Linked DNA regions of Zea mays: region 1 is linked to region 2. Evidence: chromatin contacts called from public Hi-C data. All regions are on one chromosome and are shown on one strand. The core of a region is the stretch at or near the end of the contact, and the rest is flanking DNA. Distances in the headings are between cores, read along the strand shown.

Region 1 (5,244 bases), core at 2,562-5,061, 260 kb before region 2:
CTAGTTGGCAGAATGCGCGTAATACTATCAATTTAAAAAATGGAGGCTTGATTGACACAACGACGACCGCATAGCGCAGTGGATTAGCGCGTCTGACTTCGGATCAGAAGGTCGTGGGTTCGACTCCCACTGTGGTCGACTTAATTTTCTTTTTCCCACTCGTTTTGCATTAATTGACCAGGACCGCGAGAGATGAAAATGGGTTTGAAACCAATAGTACTGCAGGTTGGGCGTGACCCGGCACGGGCCCATCGTGCTTCAGGCTAAATCATGCTCATGTTCTAAAATGTAAGCCCTAAAGTATGGCGGGCTTATATCGGCCCGTGTTGGCTCAGACCCGACCCGTAAGAGTGCTTCAGGTGACTAAGTCATATACAGAAATAAGTCCAAAACCCTTTAAGCAACATAAATAAAAATTTGAGGAAAACAAGTCATATATTTAAATAAACTGTTACAATAAATTAGACAACACAAACAAAATTTTGAGGGAAACTACTTTTTATTCCTCGATCTGCCTCGTTAAAAACCTTACACCCCAATGTGGGGCTCCCTCTGTAAGAAAAAGAGTATAGATCGGAAAAAGTTTTAATGTCCACAGTCCATATTACAATAATAGTCCATATTACAATAACAGTCCACATTAATAGAATGAACTAGATAAAAGAAACACTAATCATGACTGAAATCAGCAAAAGCTTGTTCAACCTCAGGATCTTCAAGTTGATGTTGTTTTCTATCGTCAGCTCTTTTCCAATCCTTAAGGCAGGTGATGGCCTCCACTGTCTCATGTGCAAGAGAGGACCTCCTTTCTTCAATAATTCTACCAACTGTGCTAAATGTTGCTTCAGAGGAAACCATAGAAACAGGAACAAGAATAATATCTCTAGCAAAATGAGATAATACTGGAAAACTGTACTTGTGTTCCCTCCACCATTCAAGTAATTTTACCTTATCACCCTTCAAGGTGCGATCAGTCGCTGCAAAGTTAGTAGATAGATAATGATTCAATTCAGCATTAGGATTCCACCTTTGATTTGTTGTAGAGTTAGAAGATTCTTTCCCCTTAGATCTCTTCCATAAGTGGGCTGTCAAAGAACTATCTGAATGTTCTATGTCATGTTCACCCATTGTTCCTGTAACATTACTTTCACCATATTTGTTATAGTAAAAGCCAAAAACACGAAATAATTCATCTTTCACATGATTAAAAGCATCCGAATAGTCCATATCTAGCAAGTCGCCAATTCTTTCTAAAGCAGTTTGTAACCCATCAAGTTTTTTTTCTAGGATCCAAAATAGTTGCAAAGCAATATATATGGGATATGTTATCAAAGTGTTTTAGAAATTTTAACTCCATTGGAGCAACAACAGTGCAAAGAAGGGAATCAGATCTGTGCTTAGCAAATGACTCGACAATTAACCAAATGTAATCAATGACTAAGCATGATGTAGGATAGTAAACACCTGATAGAACATTTGTGGCTACATAAAAGGGCATCAAAAACTCTCTAAAATGTTTAACCATATACCAATCAGCTTCAGTTAGCACCAAATCAAGATCAAGAGCATTAGCATTCACAAAAATAGTTATAATTTTCTCATAACCTTGTAGTTTCTTAAGCATAAGATAGGTCGAATTCCATCTTATCTTCATATCAAGGCCAAATTTCATTTGTTTCATATTATTTGCCTTGCAATACTCACCGAATTTTGTAATCATTTGAGGGGTACTTGTTATGAAACGAACAGCAGCACGGACATTATCCAAATATTTGCTAACTACTGTTATGCCATCCTGAACAACCAAATTAATAATGTGGCACACACATCTTTGGTAGACAATATAACCATCTATGTATGAATGCAGGTGAGGGGATAGGGATTCAATTGTATTTGTATTTGAGGAAGCATTATCAAGAGTAATAGACAGAATCTTATTACTTATATCAAAATCATTAACCACCTCAAGAATATGCTTAGCAATTGCAGAACCAGTATGTGAATCATTCATCACTCTAAAACCTATAACACGCTTATGAAGACAATATGAATTATCCAAATAGTGTGCAACAACAGAAATGTGGCTAGTTTTTTGATGTGATGAAGTCCAAATATCTGAAGTTAAAGCAAATGAAAACTGAACTTTTTTAAAATTATCTTTAAGGGCAGCAAGATGTTTGCGATACTGCAACATTAAATCAGATTTTATAGTAGTTCTACTGATATATAGGTTGGTATTGTGGACAGAAAGCACGTTGAATCAGATTCTTAAAATTAGGGCTTTCACCCATCATAATAGGTAAATCTTCAGAAACAATGTATTTAATAATTTCTTCATGTGCTACTTGTGGATTGTAAACCCATGTACTTACAGTGCCATCCACAGCGAAGTTAAGTTGAGTTTGCACACCTGCACCAAGAGTTTGCCCTACCTTCTTCAAACAAGCTCTAAAATGTCGATTCAGATGTCCAGTGCCACCAGCAGAATCTGCACTCAACTCAGTTTTACAATAATGACATACAACAATATAACTTTTTATACCATTTTCAACAATCTCCCGCTTATCCATATGTTTCCAGCACTCTGCCCTGGAAACAGATGGTTTAGCAGCACTTTGCACTAGCACATCAGCTGGTAAGGAAGAACTTTCACTACAAACAGGTACACCTCCACCCCCATCTGCTGGTAAGGAAGAACTACCACTACAAACAGGTACACCTCCAGCACCATGTACTGGTAATGAGGCATTATCTATTGCACTACCATCATCAGATCTACCTTCCAAGGTTGGGGCGAGTGCGCAAGGACTGCTGGAACCATCTATCGTCCTACTAGCATAAGGTTTTCTAGTAGCTGTCCTCTTCCTCCCCATTGTAATTTGTAAGGTCAGACGCTCATGAACTAAGTAATCAGATTCAGTGGGGAATGAATCAAAACAACCGTATATAAAGAGCTCGACCTCCCAGGGCGGGGGGGCATGAATCATAGCCACAGATGTGAACGGACCAAGGAATTAACAATAATCTGACGAAGAGGATGTGAACAAACCTTGCTGGAGCTGTGAGTGGGCTGTGGGCCGGTTGAACTCGCGGTCGCGGTCGCATGGCACATCGTTTCCTGGGATCTGGGCATCCGACGGTCGCGGCTGGACTGTCGAGGAAGAGGAGGACGAGGGAAGGAGCGGCAGCGGCTGGCGGTGTTCCTAGTCGCAGAAGGGACCGAGGAGTTGCTCAGCCGAGGAACCGAGGAGGAGGAGGGAAGGAGCGACGGCGGGCTTGGCCGCTTGCGAATGCAGACTGGCGGAGTGGCGGACTGGCGGTGGCGTTCCTAGTCGCGGAAGAGAAGCCAAGGAGTCGCCGCCACAGGAAACGATGCGCTGAGAACCTAACCCTAAAGGCCTAAACCGAGACCGCCACCACAGGAACGAACGGCTGGGGCTGGAAATATATCGCGCGACACGAGACCGTCGTTCCCTAACCCTAACTCGTGCCGGGCTAGCCCGAGCACGGCCCATGATGCCGTGCCGGGCTATTTGGACCATCGGGCCACCAACCGGAGCACGGCCCAGCCCGTCTAACGTGTCGTGCTGGCTCGGTTTTTTCTATTTTGTACTGGGCCAGGCTGCATGCTATCTATTTCGTGTCAGGCTCGTACTAGTTCAGCGAGCACGACCCAAACTTGACTAGAAACCAACGGATGGAGCGTTTACAAACCTGCGGATATACTCACGATCACATAATTATACACATACATTTATTACGTGTACATGTGTTGGCACGTATACCAAGAAAGCCACGGTACAAACTATCACTCAAACCCGTAGGTTTTTATCCACGTGCCGCCGCACCGGCCAACCCCGCGCCCCTCGACCGTCTCCGTCGCCGCGCCACCCGCACCGGGACCCAGTATGGCCGCCTCCGGCGCATATCCGGGCACGGCGTTCAAGATACTCCTCTCCTGCCCCGACGGCCTCCCTCGCTCCCGCGTGCGTGTACCCTAAACTCTTCCCCCTCTTCCTCCTCCCCCTCGCCTCCGTCCCCATCCCGATTGCATGGTCCATTTGGTTGCACGGAACGGCGTCTCCTCCATCGGTCCGACCACCGCGCGGGCGGCAACACCGACTTTTGCATCGGTTTCCCCAGATCCTGGATGACAAGCTTAGCCCCAAGTGTTTGGATGTGCTGCTGCTGCCATCAACTGCCGTGATGTATTTCTTTAGCTCGTTCAGGAGTGTGTGGGGTGCTAATAACTGATGTTATATTTCTGTAGCGCGGCCAGAAACAGTACAACAGGCGCTCGTATATTAGGCCTGTGGGAGCTGTCTGGCCAGGCAAATTTGTCAGGTCTTGATCTAAATAGGCCCTCAAATATTATGAAGTACGGATCTTGTCATGCTAACTCTTGTGTTACCAATCCTTATAAAATTTCCTATACTAAAAAAAGTGAAGACTTAGGACAAATCTAGATGGACTTTTTTTTTCTTTGAATGGAGGAAGTACCAAGTGTGTTTTACACTCTTGCTTTACAACACAGCAACATTCTGATTGAGCTCATGTTATGAACTGAAGGTTTCGGTGAAGTTTGGTCGGTCATTCGACAGGATTCCCCATCCTGATGCAGCCTTGGAGGAATCTATAAGTGAGGTAATGTTGCCTACCAATATCATACGTCTATCTGACATATGCATGTGTCCATTGCCATTCTTCATGTTTGTTGACCTTTTAGGTGTGGGACCAAAGCCTTCAGCGGAACCCATATCTATACAGCGGTACAAAGTTTCGGGTATGTATTTTTAGCTCTACCTTGGTATGCTCGTTTTTTTCTGCTCCGTTGATACTTGAAGTCCTGAAGATGCTACAATTTACTGGTAAACACGTATTTAACTAAAGAAAACTGGAAGCTTCTTGCATGTTAAGTGATTTGGTGCATGCTTTATAGAAAGACAATCTCTCTGTATATGTATCTGTTCTACTGCATTCACCAGCAGGTAGTAGAATGTAAATACTGACAACAATCAAGAATTTCAGTATGGAGGAAATGCCTTGCACTACAAAGATGACTCAGATCATGATCTTGAGTACTGTGTCTCACTTCATTTGGGTCTCACAGACTACAGGTTGGTTTGACCATTTGTGTTCATTTCCAACAGACATTTAAACCAAAATTTTGGCAGCCTATAAGTTTCTTTGCGATATTTTGACTTAACACCTTGAATTAACAATCGTTTCTACTTGCACGAAATA
Region 2 (5,682 bases), core at 596-3,095:
TAACTTCCAGCTTGTGTTGTCTTAGCTTACTATGGCATTAACGCGCTACTCTCCTGAATTGTCTGACTAAATTTTTTTACGAGTCCACCATATATTTTTGTTAAATATTACAATATTCACCGTGGGTTATGTGATGTGTCACTTCTTCCACCTCATTCACTATGATTGTCATGTGATATGTATCATGTATTCATGGTAAATGCATTTTATGCTACAAGCACTTGTGATTTTGCTAACTGTATCCAGTTATGCAATCCACAATCCTTTGTAACAGTATAGGTTTATGCCAAACAAGACATTAGTTGAATGATATGTTCAAACTATGGAAATGCTTTTCTCTTTTTGCTCCAACAATTTACATTAACAAAAAATATCCTTCTGTTAGTGCCTTGATGTCTGGGATGGATTCCTTTGTCTTGACTCTTGAGTATAGTGTGTTTCTGACTCTCATTTGCCAGTTTTGTTGAATTTTATGCTCATAACTTGAGAAACTTTTATTATAAGTGTACACTGTTTTATTTTTTAATGTTGTTTGACTGATTACTGCAAGGAACCTTGTGGAGGTATTGAATATGTTTGCTTGATGGATTGAAGATCCAAACTCGAATGCCTTCTAACTTCATATCCCACGAGTCTATGATTACTTGTGGTTTGCTGAAGATGGCATGAAGATGCAGGTGATTATTGCTTGTTTTGTGGCTCATTTCCTTTTACTTAGTTAACTCCCTATTAGGCAGCTACTGCACCAGCAAACCTGTCAACATAATATTTTTTTACTACCTCTTGGAATCTTCAATACTGGAACAGATTGTTTATGGCAAAGGCATCTCAGTTGATACCTTGATTTGGTCTTCTAGGTTGATAAGCATGCACTTGGTGGGGTACAAATATCTGGTTAATTCATTCAGTTGCCACTGTTTACAACTGTAGAAGGATATAAGTTTTTTATATGAATTCACAACTCATGTTTGAATCGTGGCACTCAGTTCATGTTGACAAAGGTTGAAGTCCACTACACACAAAAAAATGTGAATTCAACAGTTGAAAAAATGTCTGTTGTGTAAGCACATGGTGAAGTAATTCCTTCAAAGAAAATATTTTTGTGACTTATTCTTTTCTGAGTTCACTTCCAGTCATCACCATTTGTGTCATATATGTTCTAAAACAAGGCTCTTATAGGTAACCAATATTGTCCACTTGATACAAGCAGCAGAAAACTATTGAGGTGATGTGCATGTTTCGTATAAATGAGGTTTAGAAGCCAAATACATCTGCATGCCTTGATTTCTAAGCCACAATTAAAACTGAGGGCGGGCTTATGACAATAAATTCTAAGCTACAGTTATAAACAAGGCTCTTATAGGGCGTGTTATGTAGTTAGTTTTCTTCGCTTCATTCTATACTTCACACTGAACATAGAGAGAGGCTTGTTCTGTAAACCTACTAATCCAGGACTCATGAGAGCGAGAAAGTAAGGATGTCATGAATACAATATTTGTGTGGCAACAATATTAGACATTGTACTCTTTCTTTTCAAATTATAACTCATTCTCTTCTTTTTAAATTATAAGTCGTTCCAATATTTTTAGATATATAACAAAAATTATACATTTGAATAGTATGTCTATAGCAGATTACTTGAATGGCTAATAAATATTAAATTTTACTGCACATGATGGGTTTATTCTATGTGTAATGCTTTTAAGGTATGTATTTTTTTTAAAAAAAATTAAAAGATGTTAACAAGAACATAAAATGATAATTAATATTTTTGAACTTCAATGCATCTTATCAGAATATGTTCATTCCGTAACAAAGCACGAGCATTTACCTAGTCTGAGATGAAATCCTGAGAGGCACGGCGCCACGACAGAGCGCGCCAAGGCGCGCGTACGGTACTAAACGTCCCCAAAATCTGAAGCTTATTATGGGCCTGATTTTTATGCACTGGGCTCACCTGTCGGCCCTCCGCTGCAGCTCCAGCCCCCAGACCCAGAGGCCAGATCCCCTTCCGTCTCAACTATTCCTTCGCACGCCGCCGGCACCCGCAGGGCCCCACCTGCCAGTGAAAACTTCTCCCCCGCAGTTCCATCTCTCCGTCGCCGTCGTCGTCGCGTCCTCCGCGTCTCCGGCGAGTCTAGAGAGAGAGAGAGAGAGAGAGAGAGGAAGGAGGGTGGAGGGCCGCGCCCATGGACGCGGAGCTTCTGGAGCTGCAGCGGCAGCTAGAGGCGGCGCAGAGCGCGAGGTCCAGCGTGCGCCTGTCGGAGCGGAACGTGGTGGAGTTGGTGCGGAAGCTGCAGGAGCGAGGCATCATCGACTTCGACCTCCTCCACACCGTCTCCGGCAAGGAGTACATCACATCCGTACGCCCTCTGGCCTCCCTCTCTCTATCCGTCCCCTCTACTTTGCTGCCCCGATCCCATCAACACCATCGCCCCGCCCCTTCTTTCTCTCGTTTGGTTGGATTTACCACTGCAGCAGCCCCTAAGCGTATGTTACTGCATTTAGAGATAAACTGTGTCAACGATCTGGCCTGAATTTTCTTTACACATATGCGTCAGCCTTTATTATAGTAGCTGCTGAACTAAACCAACATTTAGGAAGGGTTTTTAGGACGTCGGGGTTAATAACTCAAAGGAACAATTGGATCTATACCATTAAAAGATCTAAACTTTAGATATATACCATGGACCCCACATGTCATTGACTCATGTGGACCCACATGTAAGTGAGATAGTAATGGTATGGATCCAAATTGGTGATCTTTTAATGGTATGGATCCAAATTTCCCTAACTCAAAAGGATACTGCGTAGTGGGATGTCATTATTCATTTCGGAAGCAGGGAATTTTATGGAACATGTTTTTTATTTAATGGACTCTGGACTATGCCTTAGTAATATCTTAAGAGCAAACCTCTGGATGGGTTCTGGTGTTTGTAACGAATACTCTTATCTCCTTTCTCGAGAGATTTGCTAAAATGGCCACCTCAATACTAGAGATACAATGGCAGTTGCACATTTTTATGTCCCTAGCAGGTTAAGAGTTATTGCGTCATTTCATCTAGAATTCCTATGATATGGGATGACCGGATGACCTTTTTTGGTGTTCAGCTCTGTTCTGAACACTTGCTCAGTTGAGAATTCATGGTTTTCTAGCTGATCCATGGTCAACTATGGTGTTGCAGGACCATTTGAAGCATGAGATTAAGATGGAGATCAAGAAGAGAGGCCGTGCATCTCTAGTTGACTTATCAGATACCCTGGGGGTGGACCTTTACCATGTTGAGAGGCAGTCACAGAAGGTCGTCTCCGATGATCCCACTCTAATGCTGATAAATGGCGAGATCATGTCACAATCTTACTGGGACACCGTGACGGAAGAGATAAATGAGAAGCTTCAGGAGCGCAGTCAGATTGCCTTGGCAGAGATTGCTGCTCAGTTACATATTGGATCCGAGCTTGTCATCAGTATCCTCGAGCCGCGGCTTGGAACTATTGTATGCTTCTCATGGCTTTTCTTGTAGTGGTAGCTCATTTCCCTTTGTTCTGTAGTTTGAATTCAGTAATCTTGATGCAACCTGTCATTTCAAGCATTATGAATTAGCTGATTCATATGAGTCAGCTCTTAGAAGAACCATAAAGTGGTTTTAGGCAGTGTTGTATGTGTTAGTCTCTTGGTATGTGTGGTGCTTTAGATCATGGTCCATTGGCAAATCTGGTGCTTAGGATCAGAATGTTTAGTTGAGTTTCACATTTTCTAACTTTAAATCTCCATGTTGCAATACTTTATTTCCAATATTTTTACATATATGTCATTCACAAAAACTTTTACATGCTGTTCTGCTATCATTACTGCCCTCCTTCCAGGTGAAAGGAAGGCTAGAAGGCGGACAGCTATACACTCCAGCGTATGTCTCACGGATTACTGCTATGGTTCGTGGTGCTGCAAGGGGTATAACAGTGCCAACAAACCTGCCATCTGTTTGGAACTCCTTGCAACAACAGCTTCATGAGATGCATGGTGCTAGTGGAGTTTCTGTGGAAGGTTCATTCTTCCAATCCATTTTCAATGGTTTGCTAAAAGAAGGTGCTGTACTGGGATCAGTCCGTGCAGGAGGACAGTGGACACCAGCTGTAAGATCTGCAATTGTTTAATTGATATTCTTAATTCCCAAATTGTGTTTAACTTTCTCGTCTTTTTATTCTCTGTTAGGTTTTCGCCCATGCCCAAAAGGAGAGTGTTGATGCTTTTTTCTCACAGGTTGAGATGTTTGTAACTTACGCTTTCGTTCCTACATTTCAGCATATATTGGAATAGTAGAGTATAGTATTTTGGTCTAATGGCAAATCAGACTTCAGAGCAAAGTATAAATGGATCTAGACAATACCTAAAATCCAAGCGTGTGTGGTATTTTCATGCACACCCACGCACACATGCACACCTGCCTACACATTGCATCTTGCCAGTACTTTTAACATCTTTGTGTCTAGTATTTAACACAACCACCTTTATTTGTATCTCAATACTCTGTGTTGTTGTGATGCATTATTTCCTTTTGTATTGACTCGTTCATTTTTGTGTACAGAACTCTTACATTGGGTACGACGTGCTTCAGAAACTTGCAATTCCTCAACCTAAACAGTTCTTGGAGGTACTTGAGGGTACCAATATGAATTTCCTGTTACAGTCATCTTTATTTTCTTACAATGTTTATCTAATTATTTCCTGTAGGCCCGATATCCAGATGGTATTGCATTGGATGCTGTCTTTGTTCATACTTCTGTGGTTGATATGCTCGATACTGCGGTTGGTGATGCAATTGAGAATGGACACTGGTATTGTTAAATTTCATCTCTTAATATTTAATTGTGATTTCCGCTGCTATTTGCTCCTAACTTGACATGTATTGCCCATTTGCCCCCCGCCCCTTTATGTTTCTCTTTGATTCTCTCCCTATGCACGTGGTGTTGAACTATTGCAAACAGGTTGTGATATAGCATCATAGTAGAGATGCAAATGATGTAAACTGATCAAGTAATAATAAGTTATGTAAAACTTTGGTACTTTTCAGTAATTAACTAAGTTATATTCACTGAAACAGCTGGGACTTAAACGACAGTATCAACAATTTCGAGTGCATCATTATCTCTGTTTCAGCGTTTTCTAGTTGACTGTAGTGACTCTGCTTTGCTGCCATGGCAACTACTTTTGTGGTTCCATAAGCTATTCTTTCTTCTTTCAGGATTGATTCTCTTTCAGTTCTTCCATCATATATTAGTGGACCAGATGCAACCAAAATTTTATCTATCTGTCCATCTCTGCAGAAGGCTATCAAGGTGGGTGCTTTTAAGTAGTTCAAGTTGTAGTTTTTTTTCATGATGACCAACTCTTCTTTCTTTTGCAGTCTTCTAAAGCAGTGGTATTTGGAGAGTCATGTGTCTTCAGTAACATGTTTATTAAGGTGAGTCGTCAATGCTTCATGGCCTTGTGATAACCTTTTTTGCAACTGTCTACTCTTTGTATTTTATACATTACAGCTTCCGAATTAATCCAACCTCCCTTATTTTGTGAACAATTTCAGGGTATTTTTGACCGACTTGAGAAAGATATGGACTCGTTTGGTATTAGACTTAGTGTTGGTCAAGGAAGACCTGTGAATACGAATCTGGGTAGTGAGCACA

Evidence for each region. A called contact is a pair of places that touch in the nucleus more often than the background predicts.
Region 1: a Hi-C map of leaf shows a contact between it and region 2, with 5 times the contacts expected there. The contact joins the promoter of LOC100282909 here to the promoter of LOC103629212 in region 2. A contact is called at or near these places in 4 of 25 Hi-C or Micro-C datasets (ear, endosperm, leaf and 1 more).

What each region holds. Positions count from the first base shown.
Region 1 is chr6:41,031,636-41,036,879 of Zm-B73-REFERENCE-NAM-5.0, reverse strand. LOC100282909 (nudix type motif 22) reads left to right here and starts at 3,811. Exons shown (of 10, transcript NM_001155815.2): 1 at 3,811-3,986; 2 at 4,570-4,644; 3 at 4,727-4,783; 4 at 5,029-5,117. The coding sequence starts at 3,909. It overlaps TRNAR-UCG (transfer RNA arginine (anticodon UCG)), which reads left to right and starts at 65; the gene lies at 65-138.
Region 2 is chr6:40,766,303-40,771,984 of Zm-B73-REFERENCE-NAM-5.0, reverse strand. LOC103629212 (E3 UFM1-protein ligase 1 homolog) reads left to right here and starts at 1,845. Exons shown (of 20, transcript XM_008650387.4): 1 at 1,845-2,363; 2 at 3,186-3,497; 3 at 3,868-4,134; 4 at 4,214-4,261; 5 at 4,587-4,652; 6 at 4,733-4,836; 7 at 5,244-5,337; 8 at 5,406-5,462; 9 at 5,583-5,682. The coding sequence starts at 2,190.